Linked DNA regions of Hordeum vulgare: region 2 is linked to region 1. The links are chromatin contacts, called in public Hi-C maps. All regions are on one chromosome and are shown on one strand. Each heading gives the region's core, a stretch centred on a gene start, on an enhancer-like site or on the middle of the called end of the contact. The rest is flanking DNA. Distances are from core to core; before and after follow the strand shown.

Region 1 (7,093 bases), core at 1,248-3,747:
CAACGCACACTGCTACTGAGAAAGACAAGGGAAGAGGGTCATCAGTGCACTGCAGGGTGAACGCTATCAAGGCAGCATAAACATGATTAAGACAAGCTGAGTGAGAAGATGATGCCCTAAACTAAGAGAAGTTGAGTGGTTAATGCACAAAATTAAGAGGAGATGATGCCCTAAACTAAAAACTCGGCAATAACTTAAAACCGGCCCGTGCGTGCAGGCGCTTGACAGTTGACAAAGCCACCTGAACAACCACATTTCTGAACCCTGAACCTGCACCTGAACTTTCAACCGGGATAATGATAACAAGGTCATTGCAGTTGTTGCTCGCTTATATCTCTGCACTGTTCCCTAGTGGCTAGTGCTCCCTCGCGGCACCTACTGCACAAAATAGACGAGGAAAGAAACGTGGCGTCGGTAGCAAACCAGGCGGCGCTTAGAAGAATGTTATGATGGGAAAACCAAGTGTGTAGCTGCAAATTTATGCTCCACTTGGCCTTCTAGTCCTGGCGGTGTGTTTCGGTGAAGCTTCTGAAAATGAAGCACGCGGGTGTTGCCAAGGTTGCATCATCTCAGTTGAGATTGACATCATCACCTATTCAGAACGTATATAATATGTTGGTTCCTCAGTTCAGTTCAGGAAATGGTTATTGAGCTGCGACAGAGAATCATCAGGTAGGGGTTGTCTGATGGAAGGTTCCTTGCACACACACTGGAAAAACACACATGACAAATGTGCATTCTGCAGTGAGCAGTAGTAATTCAGATACTAGATTTCTTGACATAAGGACCATCAGCTGTTATATAGTACTCGTATGTTGCAACCAACACTACTACTTGCATTGATGTTAATTAAGATGGAAACAGAAGAAAAAAAACACTGAGAAGAAACAAACAAATAAAAAAGATACGAACTGTTCGACCCACCTCATCTTCTGTATGAGTTGCAAGCGGAAACTAAGACTTAATTGCTGCATATTCAGCAAAGCTCAACAAATCATGAGGGCCATTAAAGACGTAGGCAGGGGTGTCTAGTCTAGAAGCTTCTGCTTTCAGGTGATATAGAAAGAGGAACAGAAACCAAATGATATATATTATCCATGGCTTGTCAAAATCATCTAGTACTTGAAGAATGCGATGATTCAGCTGTACACTGCAGCTTGCTTGGAATCCATGCAATGGTCAAGACCCAAGAGCATACTGGGGAAGCATCATGTGTGCATTTCATCATCGAATACTTGCTTTAAAGGCTGGAAAACCAAAAAGCACTTGATGTAAAAGCATTGCCATTTACAGTCTAGCACGCACTAGTGAACCTCACACTGCTTGAGTAACAAGAACTGAATTGCAAGTTGCTGAATGCTTCAACATAATCATCTATCTACATATCCAAAGGAACAAATCAGATAGTATTGACTTGTCGCACTTTGCTTCAACATAATCATCTTTTAGCAAGGCGGTGATTGACAGGGAGTTAGTTTGACTCAAGTTTTGTGGCTCAAAGTTGCTGCTTGTTTGTAAAACTGAAGGCCACGGGGCCAGAGATAAACCAGGCTGGAATTCACCTGAACTCTGGACAGGTGCGGGGAAACAGGAGATGGCAAAGCCATCAAACCATGATAGCATATATCAGGATGCTGACAGACTAACTCCCATACTGTTGCAGAGGCGCTGTACGCAATAATCCACGCATGTCACTAGAGAGCTAAAACGACAGCACGTCGTGCATGTTTTTTTGCATACTAAAAGTCTCTAAATGATCGAGTGATAGAGGAAAAGTCTTATACAATACTAAAAGCTTCTAAACCGAAAAAAAACATTAACAAAAAGGAATGGAAAAGAAAGGAGAAGGTATCAGGAAGAAGTCCTTTTGTTGGAAAGAAAAGGAATGTCTCATATCTTTCATCATTCAGTTCTACGTCTGTATTCGGTGCTTTGCTTTAGGACGCCGCTCTTTTTCTCGAACACGACCCAAAGCGTGTGTCATATTGTATTTGTAGAAGAGGGACGCCAAATTAAAGAAGGCCTTAAGTAGAGCTACAAAAACAGTGCAGAATGGTAAGCAAGAGAACAAAAGTAAGTTAAGCTAAACTGGCAAGAAGGAGTATCATATACACAATCACAGTCTGTGGTCCGAAGCAATTCATATCCTCCGCTCCCTTTGTTTCAAGCATTTCAGAATTTGGTTCATAATATATAAAAATACGATGATAACCTCAAAGCAGTACGTAGTAGACTTGTCATGAAAAAAACTGTACTTACGTAACATCACGGTTTGATACTAATACAATCATAGGAAATGTTACGATGTGCCGGTGTCGAAAGGTAAATGATATGCCAATGCTGAAAGCTGCACAGATTTAATTCTGAAAAAAAGATGCAGTTTTTTTTTCTTTTTTGCGGGGATGCAATTTTGCAGTACGGGTCGGTACTATTGCAAGCCCTGCAGTCTCTGAAGAAACATGATGGGCTTGCTTGCTTTTTTTCTTTTGAGAGAGAAATGATGGGCTTCTTTGGTAGGGCAGAGGAGAGAGTTTTCCGGTGGGGTGGCCTTGTAAGCCACTTCCGCTTGTGCAACCCACTCGTTACCCTGTTATTTTCCGGCGAATGATATATGGAGACAACTAATTAAGTGTTATTTATTGGAAAACTCCTATGCAGCGCAGCAGGCATCCATTAACGATCCGGCGCCTGCAGCATCGCTCGCATGGGCCTGCCCACTAGCATGCTGTCCAGTTTTTTTTTATCAATTTTCTTTTGTTAATCCAGTAGAAAAAAAAACGCCCTGATTTTCTATTTCTTATGAAAATAAAAATATGAAATAAAAAAAGGTTTCTAGATTTAAACAAAAAGGTTCATTCATTTGAAAAAAATCTCATATCTTCAAAAAGGTTCATCAACTTCAAAAAAGTTCATCAATTTGAAAAAAAACTCATTGAAATTGAATAAAAATTTCATCCAATTTGGAACACATTCATTAAACTTTCAAAAAGTTCATTAAATTTGAAAAAAGTTCATAGAAATTAAAAAAGTTCATGTATTTTTCAAAAACGTTCATTGAACTTTAAAAGTTTATAAATCTTAAAAAAGTTCATCAATTTTGATAAATATTCATCCTTTTTCGAAAAGATGTTAATCAAATTTAAAAAAAATCATTGATATTCAAAAATGTTTATTAAATTTTAGTATTTTAGAAAAGGTTCATCGATTTTCAGAGAAAAGTTCATAAATCTTAAAAAATATTCGCTGAAATTTTAAAAAAGTTATTCGATATGTAAAAGAGTTCACAGAATTTTCAAGAAAAAAGCATCAACCGGCGACAAGATGGCCGGCCCACTTGGGAATGTCACAAGCATCAGTTAATAAAAATGCACGCCTGTGGCGTCAAATAAGATATGCCTATTTATTTTGCCCAAAAAATATGAGTTATTTATTCCCGAGCTCCCGTAAGGGTCACCTTTTTGGTCTGAGAGTGGGCCAAGTTGTCTGCCCAGCCACAGCCACGTGCCACATGATGGACGCTATCTTTGAATTTCGTTTTCTTTTTATTTCTCTAGGTGTGTTTTGGGTTTTAATGAGTTTGTTTTTTCAGCTTTTTTGTTTTTTTTTTACTTTTTTCTCTAGATTTTGAAAAATTGTTTCTTCGGAATGTAGTGTTTTGCCGTAAGAAGCACAGTCTGCATAATTACAGTTGTGCTTTCCGAAAAAGTGAAAAGCACAACATGTACTTTCACGAAAAGCATGACAGTTATGCTTCTCGTGAAGGAACATATTTTCCTCTGCGAGAAGCACAACTTGTCTTTTCATGAGAGGTCCATATTTGCTTCTCGCGAAAGCAAAAATTTGCTCCCTCGAGAAGTGCTCAGAAGCACAGTTGTGCCTTCTTTAAAAAAAATACAGGTTGTGCTTTGTGTTTTCGTGAAAAGCACAACTTGTGTTCCCCAATAAAAAATGAAAACATCAATCACGTTTTTGGGCTCCGTATTTTTTCTTTCATTTTTTGATATTCATTTTTAGTGTCATTTTTTCATATATATTTCTCCTATGGATTTATTTTTATTTTTAATTTGAATTTGAATTTTCATTTTTTATTTTTTATTAAAATCTATTAACATGGGATCTAGTTTTGAAGATTCCGACACCAAAAATCCAATGCTGAAAACAGTTCAATATTGGGATGCGCGGTTGAATATACGAATCTACAAAAATGACAAAATTATAAGGTTGTGATAAGTGTGTACATGCAATATGTCACTTATCAGCATCTCGGAAGATGAGGAGTAACCCGTGCAAGGGGTAACCCTTAAATAGTGATTTTGATGATATATGTTTATCGCGAGAACTATATCATCCTTATAGCGAGATTACATAACGTCTGGCTTGAACTACTCCCTCTATTTTTAACTATAAGGTATATTATTATTTTTTAAAAGTCAAACTTCTCTAACTTTGACCAGGTTTGTAGACAAAAATATCAAGGTCTAGAATATCAAATCATTATCACTAGATTTGCCATGAAATATATTTTCATATTTGATATATATAGTATTATAAACTATTATATATTTTGCTATAAAGTTGGTCAAACATAGATAAGGTTTTATTTTTTTTAAACTAATACACCTTATATTTAGGAACGGAGGGAGTATATCTCGCTTATAACATCAACCCATTTTTAGTGCTCATTCGCGTGCTGGTTATGTGTTCTCTGCTTCTTCTTTTTTCTTTTTCTTTTTGGCTTCTTTGTTTCTTCTCATCTTTTCATCGTTTTGCTTTGTTTATTTATCTTTTACTGATTATTTATTGTTCTTTATTCTTTGTTATTTTCTTAAATTTTGCTTGTTTTCATTTCCCTTCTTATTTTTTCTCTTTTTTTCATGTTTTTTTCTTTGTTTCTTTCTCTTTTTCACTGTTTTCATTCTTTTTGCACTCATTTTCTTTGTTTTATTTTTTCTTTCATTTTCTTTGTTTCTCTATCTGTTTTCATTTTTCTTTGCTTATTTTTTGGTTTTTATTGGATTTTTTCTTTCTATTTTCGTGTAGAGTGAGGAAACAATTATACATGCTTAATATGTACTCATATTGATGAAACATTTTTGTACACATTGAGAATTTTTTTCAAATATACTATTAACCTTTATTTAAAATATAATTTTTTATGTCATTGTTTTCCGTACATATTCTATCTTTTATGTATACACCATGAACATTTTTATATAAACATTTGAAATATATAGGATGACACTATTGTAATCTAAGGATCAGAATAGTTATTCGCGAGTGGATGTTCCTGAGATTGTAGACACTGTAACGCCCAAGATGCGATTCTATCCTCAATTTGGCACGAGGGCCTCGTCAGGGATAGAAGCGCATCTCATCGTTTCGCAAGAATGGATATCGTTAGAAGTACATGTACTGAAAAGAAGAGATATATATAGAATTGGCTTACACTCGCCACAAGCTACATCAGAGTCACATCAATACAATACATAATCATCATGAAGAAGAGCAGGGTCCGACTACGAACGAAAACAAACGAGAAAAGAAGAACGACGTCCATCCTTGCTATCCCAAGCTGCCGTCCTGGAACCCATCCTAGATCGATGATGATGAAGAAGAAGAAGCAACTCCAAATGAACAATCAACACACTCACGTCAAGTAATCTTTACCTGTACCTGCAACTGGTGTTGTAGTAATCTGTGAGCCACAGGGGACTCAGCAATCTCATTTCCAAAGGTATCAAGACTAGCAAAGCTTAATGCGTGAGATATGGTTAAGTGGTGAGGCTGCAGCGAGCGACTAAGCATTATATGAGGTGGCTAACTTACGAGTACAAGAATAAAGAGGGGAATGATCTACACATAGCGGAGTAAACTACTGATGATCATATGAATGATCCTGAACACCTACCTACGTCAGACATAACCCCACCGTGTCCTCGATCGGAGAAGGAACTCGCGAAAGAGACAGTCACAGTTACGCACTCAGTTGGCAAGTTTTAATTAAGTTAACTTCAAGTTGTCTAGAACCAGTATTAAACAAAGTTTCCATGTTGCCACATTACCGTGGGCACGGCTTTCTGAAAAGATTTAACCCTGCAGGGGTGCTCCAACTAGTCCATCACAAATTACCACAAGCCGCATAGAAATCCTCGATCACGAGGCTCGCAATCTCGTTGGACTCCTTAGTGGAAAACCTCAACTCTGAGATTACCCAAAGCATCACCGGAATCCCGATGCACAAGATATTTCGTCAAAGGTAAAACTAATACAGCAAGGCCGCCCGACGTGTCGACGAACCCGATAGGAGCCGCGTATCTCGTTCTCAGGACACGACGGATGGGTCACACTAGGAGAAACCAAACCTCGGGTTGCCCCGCGGTGGCCCCGTAGTCTGCCAGTTTGGACCAACACTCATGAGGAGCACTTGCCCGGGGGTTGATTAAATTATCCTCGGGGTCCGAAAAGTCCCTATGCAATTTTATTAGGTGTTTAGGCAAATGTAGTACCAAAGTTGGGCCTTGTCATACCAGTCTTAATCTAAAACGAATTATCAAGGGGTCCCCATAACAACCTCGATCGTGTTAGGAGCGCTCAATTATGGAACATAACACCGGTAGCCAAAACTAAGGGGGCAAAGGTGGAACAAAACACCAGGCTAGAAAGGCCGAGCCTTCCACCTTTATCAAGTATATAGTTGCATTAAATTAAATATCATTTGATAGGGTGATATAACAAGGAACCCATATTTGCACATGGAAGCAATGCACCAGCAACTAGCAACGCTAACACAGGGTTAAGCAAGCGGTAACATAGCCAATCAGTGGTTTGCTAGGTTGTGAACAGGTTGAAGGTTTTCATGGCAATGTTGAGAAGCTGATATTTAACATGTGGTAGGCAACGAGACATAATCGATAGAAGCGGTAAAACTAGCATGGCAATGATAGTAATGGTATCTGGGGAAATTGTCATCTTGCCTGAGATCCCGCTTGAAAGAAGAATGACTCCGTGAAGCACACGAACCGATGTAGTCGAATGGGTCCTCACAATCCGACACGCTTGCGGAACTCTATCGAGACGAAGGAAACCCAAAACA
Region 2 (7,093 bases), core at 3,370-5,869, 140 kb before region 1:
AAAAGTGGGTACGAACACGAGGCTTTGGAGCCACTACCCCGTGGAACCAAGGGTTTCCGGCGGACCTTGGCACTTACAGAAGCCGTGGTAGAAGCAAGAGGAAGGCGCTGGAACGGATAGCGACATTAGAAGAAAAGGTGTCGTTTCTCTTGAAGAAAGGGGGACACCCTGTACCTGACACTGAAGAGGAGGAAGAAGATCCTGCACCTGACGCTGATAGGCAGCAATTAGAAGACGATGCCGTAGCAGATGCCGTCCTATCTCAGCATAGAAGCAGCGTGGGTTCCACGCAGCTGCAGCTAGAAGACGGTCCTGCAGTCGAACCGTCGGCGCCTCACTACCCCGTGGATGATGTCAAGGAGAAGACAAACTGTGAGATACATATGCCAATGGGGAACATATCCTTCATGGTGGCGTCAGGCTATGCTTTACCGAATCAACCTGGAGCAACCTACCATGATGGTCAGATTCCAGCATCCCATGCTCGTGTCGGGTTGTCAACAATTACGCCGGGATGCCAGTCAATTGAGCTTGATATTCCTGGAGGTGAAGGCGAGAAGACATTGGGAGAAATGGAGCTTGGTATCATCTTGTGGAAGAAGAAACACATTGTGTTTCCTAACGCGGCGCCAAGGCCACCGACTCCTCCAGGTACAATTATGCACCACCTCCAACAATTACTGAATGTTGCACCACATGTAAGCCTATTTTTAATAGTTTTTTCACTTTCGTACAGAGAATGCACGACCTCCAAGTCCACCCCCCAACGCACCTCCAAGTCCACCCCACAACGAATATAGGGAGCCCGAGGCCGAGTGTCCATCGCCCGTGCACTCCAGTGAGCCGACGGATGCGCGCACTACGGGTACGGCAAAGCGGAAGCTGCAGTTCAGAAGAAACGGGACTCCTCCCAAGAAGAGAGAAAGGAAACCCAATAAAGTCAAGACTCCCCCGAAGTTACCAGGCCTGATGACTCTGGAGGAACTAGACGAGGCCGTGAAAGCCAAAAACAAAGCATGGTTCGCACGGTTTCCCCTGAAGCCCCCTCCAGACATCTGGAAGGAAACTCTGAAGAACGTACCAAAGTGGAAAATTGAGCGCACCATCGACAACTTATATTATCCTGAACCGCCGCCATCGCCGCCCCTTTCAGACTATGAACGGTTCATTGAAAAGATGCACACCGCACAGATGAAGCAGGCGGAGCAGATGAAGCAGACGGAGCAGACGAAATGCGGGAAACAAGTTCCCCATCTCGGACAACAAGAAGCACAGTCAATTGCCCCGCTCAAGGTGTTATCTGACCAGGCTTCAGTGTCCGGTCCACGCATGGGCGACGTAGGTTACGCTATTGCTGATGTGGTATATAAATATAAGCCCGAGCAGCCTCTGGTCGAAAATCCTAGTGCTCTAACAACCCAACTATGGAATTTACATGGTTGGTACTTGGAGGCCGCAAGGCAAAAGAGAGACTGTATCATGGCGGCAGTTCAGGATCAACACTACTTCGGAGAGTACGGTGTGGAGGTTGGGTTCGATGATTTTTTCGAGATGTACAATCAACGTGCCCTCGACAAAGCTATCGTCAGCTGCTACTGTTTGTAAGTGTTTTATTTGTGTAACTTAATTATTTAGTTAAGCTCGCGTTCATTGCCCGTATAATTATCACTCACGAGACATTCTTTTTGTACGCTACTATGCAGAATGAAGATTCGTGAATGCAAGCTGGCAGGAATCTGGGACTTTGGGTTCATTGACCCGTATTCGTTTCATCAAGAGACAATAGAAAAGTTCAACAAGGATACACCGGATGATTTGCTAAGGTTTTTGAAGCGACAAAGTACCAAAAAAGAAATACTTTGGCCCTACGGATTCAAGTGAGTGTTACTGTCTTGTACACATTCCATTTTGCTTACCTGATGTTAAGTGTAATTGATGAGTATGCATGACTGCGTGTGTACACGTGCGCAGGTCCCACTTCATATTGTTCATCATTAGAATCGATCAAGGAGTGGTTGAAGTCTGGGACCCGTTAACCTGGGACGCTGACAAATGGAAGAGCGCGCGTCAGATGCTTCAAAGGTATATATATATAGGCCTCTTTCGTTCATCGGCCTCTTTTTCGTTCATTTCCTGATATCAAGTAAGTAATAATTAACTCTTGTATTCATTTTTCTTTGTCGGCCAGGGTTTGGCAAATGTCCATCAAGGAAGAACCCGGTACATGGGTAGACAAGCTCCACTTTCAGATTAACAAAGTAAGTAGTACTACGTACCCTGGTTTCAATACCATTACCATTCTCTTGATTATTATTAATTTGACCGAATTATGTTCTCGTATATAGGGCGTCCCGCAACAACCACAGGGCACTGATTATTGTGGATACTACGTTTGCGAGTACATTCACAGGATTATCAATGAGAAATCCCGTACTTCCAGAAATCTAGAGGTACGTAACCAGATCTTCACAACTTTATTTATGTTGCCATCAATTATGTTAGTTTTGTTCACAACTTAATTGTTTTCATCTACTTCTTTTAAAGCTGCAACGAAAGCGGGCGATGCTAAGACCAATCCAACGTTGCAAGGCAGTTGCAGAAGAATTGGCAGGATTTCTCCTCACGCAAGTCATAGATGAAGGCGGAGAATTTTTCCATCCTATGAACCAATAGCCAGCTCCCTTCTCTATGCAAGTATACAGCTATAGGAAACGAACTTCAAATTATGTAATGATAATCGGTCCAGTACTTCGTGTTACATGTATATATGTACTTTTATTTGGTGCATCAACATTTAACCGCAAATACGGAATCGGAGAAACACTTAACCGCAAACACGGAATCGGTGTTTCCGGATACGTGTTTCCGATTACGTGTTCGTAAAAAACGGAACACGGACACACGGAATCGGAAACACGGAATCGGAAAGACGTAAACGGAAATACGGAACCGGAAACACGTAAACGAAAACCCTGAAAATACGGAACACGGAAACACCGAAATACGGAATCGGAAACCCTGAAAAGAAAAGGAAAAAAAAAAGAAAAAAAAAGCATTAGGACCGGTTGGTGTTACCAACCGGTCCTAAAGGTCCTCCGCCTGCGCGCACTCTTCGGCGCCCACGTGGAGGCCTTTATCACCGGTTTGTAAGACACCGATGCTAAAGGGGGGGGGGGCCTTTAGTCCCGGATACGTAGCACCGGATGTGTATCCGGGTTCAAAGGCCCTTACCAACCGGTTCTAATACCCCTTTCTCCACTAGTGACTTCGCATCCATGGTCATCATGATCCATATGTAATGTCTCAGCGTGTCGTATCACTATTCGCTTTGAATTCTGAATCCAACTAGTAAAATTGATTAGAAAAATACTGGGTGTATTGCTGTGTAAACGTCCTACTTGCATGCATGACGAGCGTGGTGACGAGATGGTGACGAGGGAGAATGCGGAGTTGTCATGCACAGAATAAATATGTTGATGGGTACGTACATGACGTGCGACGTTGAGTGAAACGACAGGTACGTTTCATAGTGGCGCTTGTTTTTTTTTTCCTTCCTTCAACTGAGGTGATGCACAACCCACCACCAGGCACACACGTGTGGCAGTGATTGCACGCGAACCTATTCGTATGTCCAACTCTAATGCTTTTTTATAGAATTTTAATTTCTCTCCTGCCTGTGGAGTTTTTACGGTACTGCATCTACTACTAGTATTTCTTTTTTATTTTGGTTGAAAGGGACTTGATCTGGTTGTTGTTGTTGACGTACGGGTCAAGACGCAAAACTGTTGATGTCGACTGGAAAGAAGTATTGTTTCACTGCTAGTATTCAGGTTTACATGTAGTACTTCGTGTTATCCAATGATCGAAAAGGCCCGGAAGTACAAATGCAACACATGTTCTGTTCAAACCCTGGTGTTTCCGTATCAATAACGCTACTATACAACGATTGATAATGTCTAGTTTGCCGTTGGTTGACCTTGAAATACAAGATATTATCTACTCATTTCTGCAACAGTTGGATGCTATTTTCGTATTTTGAGTAAACTTGCATGGTGCAGAGTGATCTTAATTAGTTTCGGAGCAAAACATATTTAGAATCACGTTTTGCTAGCTAGACACATTGTGTAACTGAAATAACCGAAAGACTCCCTTCCTTTCCGGAAGTAATTACTCCCTCTGTCTCAAAATAACTGTCTTAACTTTGTATTAGCTCTAGTATAAATTTATATTAAGCTTAAAATACTTATTTTGAAACGGAGGGAGTACGTTGTTGCATGCGCACGCAACGCACGTGTACGCCCCTGTACGTAGGTCGACAAGTGCAACCAGAGAGCTGCATGCCATGCCTGCATCTGCATGCATGGGAAAGCGGGTTGGAGCTCACTCACGCTCAGGCTCAAGCTCGCGAGCGACCGGCACCCGTGGACGTGCGATCCGATCGAATGAATCGACGATGATCTACCAACAACCCCACCGCACCCCTTGCTGCAACTTGGACAAGATCGTCGCAACAGCAGCAGCATATACATGCACGTACCGCTGCACCTTGGTTGTGTGGACGTGGGTGCGTCACGCGAGCGAGATATGGAGGGACCAAAGCGGCTATCGATCTCCCGCCTGGGCCGGGGTCCTCGAGCATCGACCGGTCCCGTTCCAGATCTGCTCGTTCCATGCAATTTCCCATCCATGATACATCCAACCACAAGTTATTTCGATCATTAGCTGCTGAGTTTTAATTAGTTCGATCCGCGATCTAGTAGCCCAGGCCAGGACCATGGCAACCGATCGATCCATCGGGACGCCCATCCGGCTGGTGGATGATACGTTGGTTTTCAAAAAATAGTTGGATTCCATCGTCTAGCTCAGCTCCACCGGCCAAACACCGCCACTAATATATCTTCACGTACGTCTTGCGCCCTGCACGAAGTAATTGGCGCCAGAGGCAACGAGTAACTAGACAGGATTGTCTACCGGCCACCTGCATTGTGCTCTGCGTCCTTCTCGACCTGTAATCAGCCGTGAGTTTGAGTTTAAGTAGCTAGTGCAGCAGGATGGCGACACCACGACATGGCGATGCATGGTTAGCTTTAGGGGGCACATCGCTCCATCCGCGTCACGCTTTGGCATATTATAGGATCCTGGCATTTCGACTATGTATACACACACCGTCGCGCGATATATATCCTACCACCAGTGGTAGTTACCTCTACATTTTCTACCGTCTGATCCTTTTAGATGCGTGGTTTCTCAAACGGATTGCGGGTGTGAACATCAATTTTAGCTAACCGTTCATCCAACTACTCCCTTCGTTTCTAAATATAAAACCTTTTATAGATTTCACTATGAACTAGATACCGAGCAAAGTGAATAAATGTGTACTTTAAAATATATCTATATACATCCGTATATATTCCATAGTAAAATCTCCAAAGGTCTTATACTCCTTTCGTTCATAAATATTACTCCCTCCGTCCGGAAATACTTGTCCTAGAAATGTATAAAATGGATGTATCTATAACTAAGATAAGTCTAGGTACATCTACTTCTAGGACAAGTATTTCCGGACGGAGGGAGTATAAGTCTTTGTATAAATTCTACTATGAACTACATACAAATATATATAGACATATTTAGAATGTAAATTCACTTATTTTGTTCAGTTCAAAGTGAAATCTTTAAAAAAAACTTATATTTGAAAATAGAGGGAGTATCATGCATGTGTGAATTAGCTTCAAGTGATATTTATTTAGTTTCCCGTTGATCATCCCATGCATATATGCATGCCAGATCGTGCGTGATGGGTGGTTCGAGCCCTACTGAGAATGCGCTCCCTACTATGAAAATATATTGGAGGTTCTGGAATGTACCTCGGGCACCTCAATGCATACTGTGAAAATGCAAGATTGTTACCGAGCTCTTGATGAACGTGGAGTTAATTAGGACGTTGGAGATGCTTTATTCTGTGGAAATACAATATTGTGGTTCTTATTTTGATTTTGCTAGAAATATTGCCCAGTTTTTGATTTCCCTACGAATATACGATCTATATATACAACTAAAATAAATCCTATAACATGACGGACCATCGAATATAATTCTAACAAATTGTCACTTTCGACCCATGTATGGCCCGTGACCTCTGTCGACCCATGTCACGCCTTTCAATCTCTGGGCCCTTTAATGGCCCGTAAAGATTCCGGCCCATAATGAATAGTGAATTGCTTCGGACCCATTAACACCACATACTAGTTGGGCCGCTTTCAGACTCTGTTATCTTTCGGCCTTCTAAGGACCCAAAATTTCTTGGGCTCATTTTTGGCCCTTGATTCCTTGTGGTCTGTTACTCACATGTTCTCTTGGTGGGCCTAATTCAGCCCGTGCTTACAGTTGGTCCATTTGTAGACCGGTAAATCATTGGACCGTTTTCATCCCATCATGTATTATGGCCCATTAAGGACCCATTATGCTTGTGGATAGAATTAAACATGTGTTGTCTTCCCGCGTGCTGATGATCCATTATAGTTTTGGCCCACATATGGAAGGTTCCGATTTTGTCCCATTTACGACTCATTTTACGGTCTGATTTTGGCCCATGAATAACCGGTTTGGCCCATGAGTGGCCCATGGATCCTACAACACGTACGAGGCCCATGGTCACTCGAGAGGTAGGAGGCCCATGGTTACCATGGTTCGTATGTGGCCAATGGTTATTACGGTCACTATCAAACCAACGAAAACGAACTTTAGTGACTGTAAGAAAATAAATAAACAAGACTATAAGAAAATAAATAAGCAAGTAACTAACGCTAGGCTACTACGGCTATTACACACATTACATTCACTAGGCATCGAAGTTCGCCACTAGTGAAAATATAGGCAACAACAAAGGAGCATGTTACATACACTACGTGTCAAATTTGGCCACCAAAGCAAATAAACACGACAACAAAACAAAACCATAATGCAAAGAACTTCAAAAGAGCTCAAGAAATGTTATACTGATTATCCACCGTGATGGCAAGAAGCTTAACAAGCTTATTAGCTTTCTCTTATTTGACGCTAAAATCCTCCATCGCTTGTTGTTACGCGAGAA

Evidence for each region. A called contact is a pair of places that touch in the nucleus more often than the background predicts.
Region 2: a contact with region 1 is called in a Hi-C map of leaf, with 6 times the contacts expected there. The contact joins two enhancer-like sites. A contact is called at or near these places in 4 of 6 Hi-C or Micro-C datasets (leaf and seedling).

The regions. Positions count from the first base shown.
Region 1 is chr2H:441,610,950-441,618,042 of MorexV3_pseudomolecules_assembly, reverse strand. No RefSeq gene overlaps it. Among protein-coding and RNA genes, the nearest start is that of LOC123426573, 18 kb to the left of the region's middle. Within about 2 kb of position 2,497, at least 3 of the 3 cell types and tissues checked have open chromatin away from gene starts, as enhancers often do. A contact at or near this core is called in leaf and seedling, where this site is marked.
Region 2 is chr2H:441,753,382-441,760,474 of MorexV3_pseudomolecules_assembly, reverse strand. No RefSeq gene overlaps it. Among protein-coding and RNA genes, the nearest start is that of LOC123426573, 120 kb to the right of the region's middle. Within about 2 kb of position 4,619, at least 3 of the 3 cell types and tissues checked have open chromatin away from gene starts, as enhancers often do. A contact at or near this core is called in leaf and seedling, where this site is marked.